Regions from separate parts of the Zea mays genome. Here region 2 is linked to region 1. Evidence: chromatin contacts called from public Hi-C data. All regions are on one chromosome and are shown on one strand. The core of a region is the stretch at or near the end of the contact, and the rest is flanking DNA. Distances in the headings are between cores, read along the strand shown.

The links. Hi-C and Micro-C count contacts between places; a contact is called where the count stands out from the background.
Region 2: a contact with region 1 is called in a Hi-C map of tassel, with 4 times the contacts expected there. The contact joins the promoter of LOC100284484 here to the promoter of LOC103627401 in region 1. A contact is called at or near these places in 12 of 25 Hi-C or Micro-C datasets (bundle sheath, ear, endosperm and 4 more) and 2 of 3 datasets of contacts at active chromatin or transcription factors (leaf and seedling).

What each region holds. Positions count from the first base shown.
Region 1 is chr5:187,071,484-187,076,243 of Zm-B73-REFERENCE-NAM-5.0, reverse strand. It overlaps LOC103627401 (la protein 1), which reads left to right and starts at 2,732. Exons shown (of 10, transcript XM_008647691.2): 1 at 2,732-2,964; 2 at 3,063-3,141; 3 at 3,230-3,382; 4 at 3,813-3,955; 5 at 4,597-4,745. The coding sequence starts at 2,905.
Region 2 is chr5:187,235,895-187,240,654 of Zm-B73-REFERENCE-NAM-5.0, reverse strand. It overlaps LOC100284484 (tab2 protein), which reads right to left and starts at 2,274. Exons shown (of 3, transcript NM_001157379.2): 1 at 1,433-2,274; 2 at 1,190-1,333; 3 at 82-546. The coding sequence starts at 2,201. The coding sequence ends at 287. LOC100278609 reads left to right here and starts at 2,435. Exons shown (of 5, transcript NM_001372462.1): 1 at 2,435-2,649; 2 at 3,308-3,380; 3 at 3,692-3,796; 4 at 4,457-4,558. The coding sequence starts at 2,525.

The sequences.
Region 1 (4,760 bases), core at 1,483-3,982:
GAAGGGGTAGGATCGATTGAACCCCACCATCGATCTAATCAAATTTACTTATCAATTTTAACTTGTTTGCATCGGTCTTCCAATTCCTAGGAGTAGGAGTAATTTACCCTTAGTTTTAGACCTAGTTTAGTCTTTCACAACGATCTCTCTTCGACTCTACGTCGATTAGAGGAGCACCGGGCGGCCTACCGACTCGGAGCAACGCCTTGGAACTCTCCCCCTCGACGGGATCTCTCCCGGGACGTTTTTAGGGTTCTTCGTGGAGAAGGAGACTCTTTGTGCTATCGCGAACCGTTTGGAAGCGTGTAGATGAGGATTCGCTCCTGCGCCCAGGTCGCGGATCGTCCGGTCCTGGGTCGCGAACCGTCTACGGCTCCGCAGAGAGCACCACTAGATGATTTTTAGTGTTTGAAATCCAAATCGGCGCGAGCAACAGTGTCATATACACTATTATTTCCCCTATTTTATACTGTCTACCGAAGACAGACTTAGAAAAGACTTTTAAACTCGATGCCAACGTAACATGTCTCAGATCAAAGGGGAAACACAACGGAACATCTAGTAAAGAATTTTCTCCAAGTCCGTTTTCGCGTTGGTTAAACACCAAAGGCCTGTTTGGTTCGTGGCTAACTATGCCACACTTTGACTAAGGTTAGTCGTTTAAATTGAAGAACTAACCTTAGGCAGAAAAGTTAGGCAAAGTGTGACAAATTAGGCAGCGAACCAAACAGGCCTCAAATGCGGAAGTCTTGGCGGCCCTGAGTACTCAAGACAGAGTCTGTCATAGTCCATTCGGTCTTGGGCTTTGAACAATCTCACGTAGCTAAAAATCACTGATGCAGGGCATGTCATTGTCCATAGACTTCAAGCAGAAGTAGGGGATCAAGATGAAGAGCTCGTAGCTACGGTTGAATGGTACGGCGGGGTCCTTAGAGCAACTCCAGCTCTAAAAGACTTCCTAAATCAATAATTTAGGTAGTTAACATAAAAACTATTCTCCAACAGTTCTCTAAATGAACTTTCTAAATTTAACAACTTGTCATCTAACCTTATTTTCTCTCTACATTTGGCAACCTTTAAACAACTCCCTAAACAAAAATGTTGACTGCATTATATAGTTTTTGTGACTTATTTTTTATGTGGATAAATACAAAACAAAATTACAACCTATATTTAGAGAACTACTGGAGAACTCACATTTTTTTACTTCAAAAACCATTTAGTAACTTCTTAAATCTGTGATTTAGAGAGCTAAAATTTACATAACTGTTGGAGTTGCTCTTAGAGGCGATGAAACATCGGCGGTGCAAAAATGATCGTATATATTTTAAAATTTTATAGAAAAAATATTTTTTAAAAATGAATCTACATGATCATTTCGGGAAGCACAATTACTTGTTACGCCGCTGTGTCTGCAGTGCGACACGACACGGAGGTCCGACGGACGCCGGATACGACCGCGACGGTGACACTGACAGCGCCCGGCCCCGGCCGGCCCAAGCGTCTCCTTCACACGTAGCCCAAGCGCGTCCCGGTCGGCCCAAGTGGCGCGTCCCGGTTGGGCGCCGGGACGATCGCGCTATCCCCTGCGGATACGGGGTTGACAGGTCAGCCGGTGGCCCTCCCCGCCGGGCGCCGGGCAATTCACGAGCGAGATCTGGATCCTTGGGCATCTATCTGCCTGCTGCTGTCTGTCCGTCTCTTTCTCTTCCACACCGATAAAAAAAAAGGTGCTTTAAAATGGTCGCCTGAACCGCAAGTGCGTGCTTCTGTGTGCCGCTCCCACTACCCACCAGCACAGATACAAGCATAGCTTGCGTCACATAAAATAGGTTTGCCACGAGACGCAAGTGTGCCATTGTTAGCAAGTACAAGCACGCCTTTGCTTTTGTGCTCTAGTAGCACACGAGGCTAACAATCCACGCAAGTAATAGAAAATTAATGTCACGGTGCTGCTTTTACTCTTCATTCAGAACGAATGTATGAGCGGTGGTGTTGATACCACTTCTACTCTTTAGTTAGAACTCGAATGTATGAGTAGTGGCTACAGTAACAATGGTGATGACCACTGCTCACGCCAACAAACGGGAACAACCAAGACAGGTTCTAGTTTACTCCTCTCTCTTACTATCCATTGCCAACTTTGCAACTCCCAGTTTCGACTGGATGGTTCTTTAAGCTACTAGAAATTCCGGTATCAACCGTACCATGTCTAACAAAGGGGACAGTTAGGCGTACCACTGATCCGATAACGACTGTTGAGTGCTGAGATGGAAGACATGAGCAAGCTGAAGAATCGGCTGATCCAGAAACCAATAATAAACAGCTATCGGCTCCGATCGAGTACGCGTATGCCGGCACCAGACACAAAAAAAGAGACATGCTTATCTGAAAGCTACCCGGTTTTTATCTGTTCAGGGAAAGAACGCCCCAAACGCAGTTCCTATCAGAAATCAAGATAGCTGATGATAAGACTGACCGGCTCGGAGGTCAGACGCAGAGCGAGTGAGCAAAGTGGAGGCCGTATCTTTTATCCGGACCGCACGAATACCCGATTTGGCACGTTCACGTCGGCGACTGCGACTGCTTGTCACCTTGTCTTTGTCTGCTTCAGTTGTTCAAAATGCAGCCACGGCTCTGCTGAATTGAATGAAAAAACAATATTCTTTGCGTGGAGGGAGGCCTCTCGCAGCCCAAGTACCTCCGAGATCGGCCCCATAGAAAGCAGGCCGTTTTGGAAGGAGTTATGGGCCGGGCCGGTAGAAAACTACACGGAGAAAGCCGCCGCCGCCGCTCCTTCACCCGCGCCAGCGCTGCTGCTAAAACCTCCCGACTAAACCCTAGCAGCGGTTCCTCTCCAGTCTCCAGCAGTCCAGCTCGATCGCGATCGGAGGCCAGAAATCCATGGCCGCTCCCGCCGCCGCGCCGCTCGACGAGGGCAAGGCGAAGAAAGTCCTTCGCCAGGTTCGCGATCCCCGCCTCGTTGCTCCAGATGCGCAGCTTTTTTTTTCCGCCACCATGCGATTCCTCTGAAAAGTACGTATCTGATTCGGTTGCCCCAGGTCGAGTTCTACTTCAGCGACAGCAACCTCCCCCGCGATAAGTTCCTGCGGGAGACGGTCGAGCAGAGCGATGACGGATGTAATGCCCAACCGCCCCATCTCCCTGCTGTTCGGTTTGTTTGTTTCCGTGGGCGAGCTGCTGAATTCTCTGTTGTTTTGTGCCGCAGTGGTGAGCTTGCCCTTGATATGCTCCTTCTCGCGGATGAAGTCCCACCTGGGGCTGGACGCAGATGTCAAGCCCGAGACTGTGCCGGAGGAGACCGTGCTTGCGGTTGCTGAGGTGCTCCGGCCTTCTCCTGCCCTCCGCGTATCGGAGGATGGTAAGCCAATTCCTGCCCTTCCCTCACCTTTTTTCAGGAACTTTGGTTTAGTTGTGTCACGTGCTGAACACGTGACAACCCGAGCTTTGTTTCAGATATTTCTATGTCTCTCAATTTAGTTGACATTTTAGATTGTCCTATTCTACATTAAAAATAGCTACAAATCTAGATCCCTTGGGCTTAAATTGTGAACAAGTTGTGTCTAGCACTCGTATGTACGACCAGCAGATGTTAATATGTTGCCTTGCCTTGGCTTGCACTTGATTTGGATCTCTCGGTCTCTCCTTTATCAATACTTTACTGGGAAGCAATTTTTATTACGAACTTCTATTGTAAGTCAAGAGTCATAGTTCTTATAACGAATAGTTGATTTAAGAGGTGGGTTGGAATGAATCTGAGTTGGTTCACTTCTACTGTACTTCGATTGCAGGAAAGAAGATTGGTAGAGCTAGTGAACTCTTGAAGCCAGATGAGATCATAGAACAAGTAGACTCTAGGACTATTGCTGTATCTCCGCTGCCTTGCAATGTAAAGCAGGAAGACGTCCAATCTTTTTTCACAAATTATGCAAAGGTATGTTGTATCTATTTTTCTTTCAAATACTATAGTTAATGTGCTACTGGCTGGTTACGAAATGGATTGAAATAGAAATCTGATACTACCTCCGTTCTTAAATATATGACGCTGTTGACTTTTTGTTTGAAAACTTTGACTACTCGTCTTATTCAGAAAAAAATGTGAATTATCATTTACTTTGTTATGATTTGTTTTATCACTTGAGGTTGTTTGATCATGACTCGAAATTTTACATTCTTGAATAAATATTTTGAATAAGACGAGTGGTCAAAGTTTTCAAAAAATTCAATGGCGTCATATATTTAAGAACGGAGGGAGTATATAATAATGAACTGCATATATTTCATTCATTTTTTTTAATATGGCAGGTCAAGATTTTTAACTTGTAATAAATAAACAACAGCATTGCGAACAGCCTAAGAATAGATAAATATAACTATCTGTTCTGCTCTGCTGTTCTATTAGTGTTCTTTTGTAGTATGATTTGCTTCTAATGTGAAAGATATCTGGAGACTTCGAGAGTTATGATGCCCTTTTCAAGTTATACTGTTATTAATCTGCAATGGAAGTAGATGAATTGTGCATTCAAGTTGTGGAAATAACATAACATTTTTACATATTTCTGTATAAATTCCTAGGTAAACAGCGTGAGACTTCCACGCAATATTGCCAACAAAAAACACTTCTGTGGGACTGCTTTGGTTGAGTTTTCTGAAGAAGAGGAAGCAAAAAGAATTATGGAGACTGCTTTAGTATTTGCAGGGGCAAATCTGGAAATAAGGCCAAAGTAAGCCACTTTCCT
Region 2 (4,760 bases), core at 1,025-3,524, 160 kb before region 1:
TCGCTGGGCCGAATGGGTTGGCCTGCGACAGAGGAAGGCGGCCGCCTAGGTATCGTTGGCCCATCAGCGGAATCGATCAACAAGACAAAAACAAAGCATTGCAAACCTGCAACTGCAAGGTTGTCCAAACTCCAAACATTCTTTTACACTTCCCTCTCTGACGAATCCCTGTATACTGATTCCCAAAAATAATTTACTAGCACTAGACGTCGATGATGCTACAGTGGCTATCAAGACGAAATGCACGACAGAGAAGAAGTAGCGTCCCGGTAGAATAGACCATCCATCATACAGGCGGCGGGGGCAGGTCCAGCAGGAGCCAGAAGCCGACGCAGCCGTCGGAGTTGAGGTTCTCCTGGATGGCCAGGAAGTGGAGCCCGCCGCAGGCCTTCTTCGCCGCCTCCCAGGCCTCCGCCTCCTGCGTCGACGCGGCGGTTTTCTGGTACCCAGAGTAGACGTACCGCGTCGACACCCCCGCCGACAGGATCAGGCTCGCCCTGCCCGTGTCCGCCTCCATCGCGCAGATCTCCAGACCGTTCATCCACGCTGAAATGGAGGTGACAGGAAACACAAAGATGGTACCGTTTCTGATGGCGAGTCATGACTCAATGATCATGGAAGAAGGGACACAGCAAACTAGCTAACGCAGGTGTGATTGTTCGATATTGTCTCCTTTACAGTATGCAGTTCAAACGCGGTAACTTGTTCAACATCAAATGCATATTCAGTTGTCATTTCTTCTATACCAACCAGAATCAACTAGATGGTTCTTATGTGGCTGCCATTTCTCCTACATTCTCAATTCTCAAAGTACTAGTGATAGAATTCTGGAACGATAAACATGTGAGATCATCTCATATAACATGCCAAAACTTGCCTAGGTGCACAACGATCAAAAAACTTTTTCAGTTGTTGGAGAAAGACGATAGCCAGTTGCAATAAGATCATTGATCATAGAGATCAAACTGACCAACTTACATGCAAGTACTCTATCTAATAGGAAATTAATGTTTTTACCAGCAACAAAAAAATGCGTCCCCCCCTCCAGTAATCCGAACATATGGATAGATGCATTTGCAAAGAAGCATTAGCCATGAAGAAAATCGTTGCCAGTTCGTTATAAACATTTTGAATGCCTTGGTGGCTTCGCACTGCTTGTTAATTTCAGTACACCGAGACACAAACTTACCGGCCAGAGGCTTGGCGCGAGATGATTCCACGGCGACACCAGGGACTAGCGTGGTGTCATCAAGCTCGAACCCCAGCAGTTCCAAATCCAGCCCCGCACCGAATGCGTACCTCCTCTCCAGTGACTCCACCTCCTCTCTCACAGCTGCACAGCACGAACAATCAGGAGAAGCTCGCTCCGCTCAAGGCCTCGTCAATGGCTTAACAACCAAGGCTAATCGCCGTGGCAGATCGAGCTACTGACCGGAGAACGGGAGCTGCACGAACGCCCACTTGTCGCCGAAGAGGTTCTCGGGGAGCGTGGTGGGGAACGGGTTGTCGAGCGCGAGCAGCGGCCGGGTGCCGGCCTGGAACCCCGGGTGGCGGCTGTACACCACCTCGTACCGCTCCTCAAGCCACAGCAGCAGCGACACGCACCGCCGGCTCGGCACGGCCTTCACGCCCAGATCGCCGCAGGCGCGGGTGATGATGGTCTGCATCTGGGACCGGAAGAAGCGGACGCGGTCGGGCATGGGCACGCCCAGCGCCTCGGACACGGAGGCCAGAGCGTCGCGGAGCGTCACGCTGTTGATGGCGTTGTTGGGGAAGTAGCGCGTGAACTGGAGCGACAGCGTGGCGTCGCACACCACGAGCTCCCACACCTTCTTGCCCCGCGCGTCCAGGATGGGCCGCGAGCAGAAGTCCAGCTCCCACTCCCGGATCGACTCAGGGTCCACGTCAGGGTCCAGGTAGCACACCTCCGCCTGCGGGTCCACCTTGTTCTCGGCCTCCACTTCTTCGTCGGCGATGTCAGCCGCAGCGGATGCCTCGGTGGAGCTCTCGGAGGAGATGGACCGGCACCGGCGCGGCGACCGCGGCGACGGGCTAGCCGGGACAATCATGCGGCGGGCTGGAGTGACGGGGCGCGCGGAGAGGGAGACCGACGTGGTGGCTCGCCCTGGCGGGTTGGGAAGGGGGAGGCTCCGACGCAGCGCGAGGCCATGCCCGGCGACGATGGCGGTGGCGGTCGTCATGCCGCGCGCGGGCACCCACGGCCACACGCAGAAGCTAACGCTAGAGAGATGGCGGTAGCATAAACCAGTTCACCGCTCCACCTCCACACGCCCCAAGCAGGCAAGCAGTGTGATGTGTGATACCGTGATCTCATTGTTCCGCTTGGCCCGTGGGCCGACCCAATACCATGAAGAAGCCCATCTAACGGTGAGGAAACAAGATAAAGTCGACATGGTTGATTTTATAAAGAAAGAAAAACGAAAAACGAAAAACTAGAGGGTGGAGGACAACGGTGTCCAGCAAAAGAGAGAGAAGAGGAGGGGAGGAGGTGGAAGTAGCAAGAATGGCGTGCTCCACCAATCTCTGCTTCTCGGCGTCGATTCCTCCTCTTCCAGCCTCTTCTTCTTCTTCTGTCTCCTCCCCCTTCCTCACGGTGGAGCGTGTGTCCTATGTTCCGTCCTTGTCCAGGTATGCTCTTGTTTCTTCTTGCCCTGCCTGCCTCCATTGATGCAGTATTGTTCTTGGCCAGCTTTTTTAAGCTGGTACTCTCGGTTTTGTTGGTTTTCTTATTTTTACCATTAATTATGTTTTTTTCAGTTTTGCCATCATGTTTTATAGCACTAGAAGAGTAAAATTAAAAAAAAACATAAATAAGGATAAAAATGAGGACACCAGCAAAACCAGGGCACTACCTTAAAAAACCATTTATTAAAGCTTTCTCAAATTCCAGAATTTAGTTACTCCATGATGTTATATACGGTGTATTATTTTTCCTTGTTAGATGAGAATTTTGCGTTGTTGTTCCTGAAGCCAACACGAATACCGTTTTGTGTTATTTTGTATTCTGTGCAAACTTGTGGTTTACCTAACTGCTATAAGTATTCAAGAATATTTGGTTGGAACTTGGAACCAGTTTACAAGTTCAAAACCTATTCGACTTTTTGTACTACTGCTAAACGGTTCAACTTCTTCATTTGGGCTGGAAAGACCCAAGAGACCAGTACTTTTGAATTAATATCAGTTGATTTTATTTAGTTTACTAATAATAGCTAATTTTGGTTGTGGTTAATGGCATCGATAGTACTTAATTAACTGACGTCTGAGTTATATGTTTTTTCTCTCATAGGTGGACAATCCGATACAAGCAATTGGGGCATGCATATCAGAGAAGCCACGTTCTGGCCTTTGCTAGTGCAGATGTATGCATCAGGCATTTCGAGTAGGCCATCTATTTTTTAGGGTTGGTAGGATTATGACATATAATAATGTTTATTGAACATAACTTTATGTGCTTTTGAATTTTTTTAGAAGTTTAAGTTCAATTTCTTAGGCCTATATCCCAACCAGGATACCGTTATTCCTTAGTACTCTTTACTTTATGCATTATACTAACCCAGGTCCTGGAGAAAGTTATTCAACTTTCTTTAGTGCCAGTTGCTGCATTCTTATTCTGTATAATACATTCTCTCTTGGTAGCTATATTGTTTTTTTAATGAATCAGGCATCACAGGGTAAAAGAAGCTCAGGTGAGAATGTTGTGATGGTTGATCCACTGGAAGCTAAGCGTCTAGCTGCTAAACAAATGCAAGAAATTAGGGCCAAAGAAAAGCTGAAGGTGCATTGCAGCTGTATTGGAGTGTATCATTCCTTAGATTAAATCAATCTTATATGCTAAAGGAAGAAAACTTCATGATAAGGAAAGGAGGAAAACATTTATCTTTTTTTTTTTGGACCAATAGTTGGTGATGAATCATTGTTTCAGATAACTGGAGACAGAACTAGGCTTTTACCTGTTCATGTTGTCCTGCGAGTTCTCCAATTCTAATTTATTTATTTATTGTGTGGGTACAAACTTGATTGCATGTTCTTCAGTTGAGGCATCTAATTAACTGCAAAAGGATATTCAACTTAATATTACCTAGTGGCTGTAAATTGCAGTAATGTTCACATGGGCATTTATATTATTATTTAAAAAAAACTCTACCAGCAGGGGAAATTATAGGGAACATATCCTGTGTTCATGGAGCTCTTGTGCTCATATGAGCACTTTAAATCTGGTGCGTTCATTTCTCATCCAGAAGGTGAGGGCAGCAGTGGCACACAGAGACAGACGGCGCGGCGCAACAAGGGTGGTCAAGAGTGGCACACACTAGAAAATGTCTATTCACACTTGGATGAGAAATGAAGGCACCAGATTTAAAGTGCATATGAGCACAAGAGCTCCATGAGCACAGGATACGTCAAATTTGACCCAAATCACTGCTCTGTTTTGCAGAGGCGCAGTCAAGCAGAAGCTATCAATGGGCCATTGGCAATGATAGGACTGACTGCTGGATTGATAGTGGAAGCTCAGACAGGAAAAGGCATCTTAGGGCAGGTACTTAAACTGAATGTAGGAGAAATTCGGTTTATATACAAACTTTTATCATAACCAATAACATGACTTGGGAAATGTTAATAATGGGCAACAGTGGCGTCGGATGCTAGACAATTATTTACTTAGAAACCAGAATGTTAATTACAGTTTTTGTGCTACTAATATGTGCTCGCGTGCTTATGCATTTGTGCAGCTAGCTGGA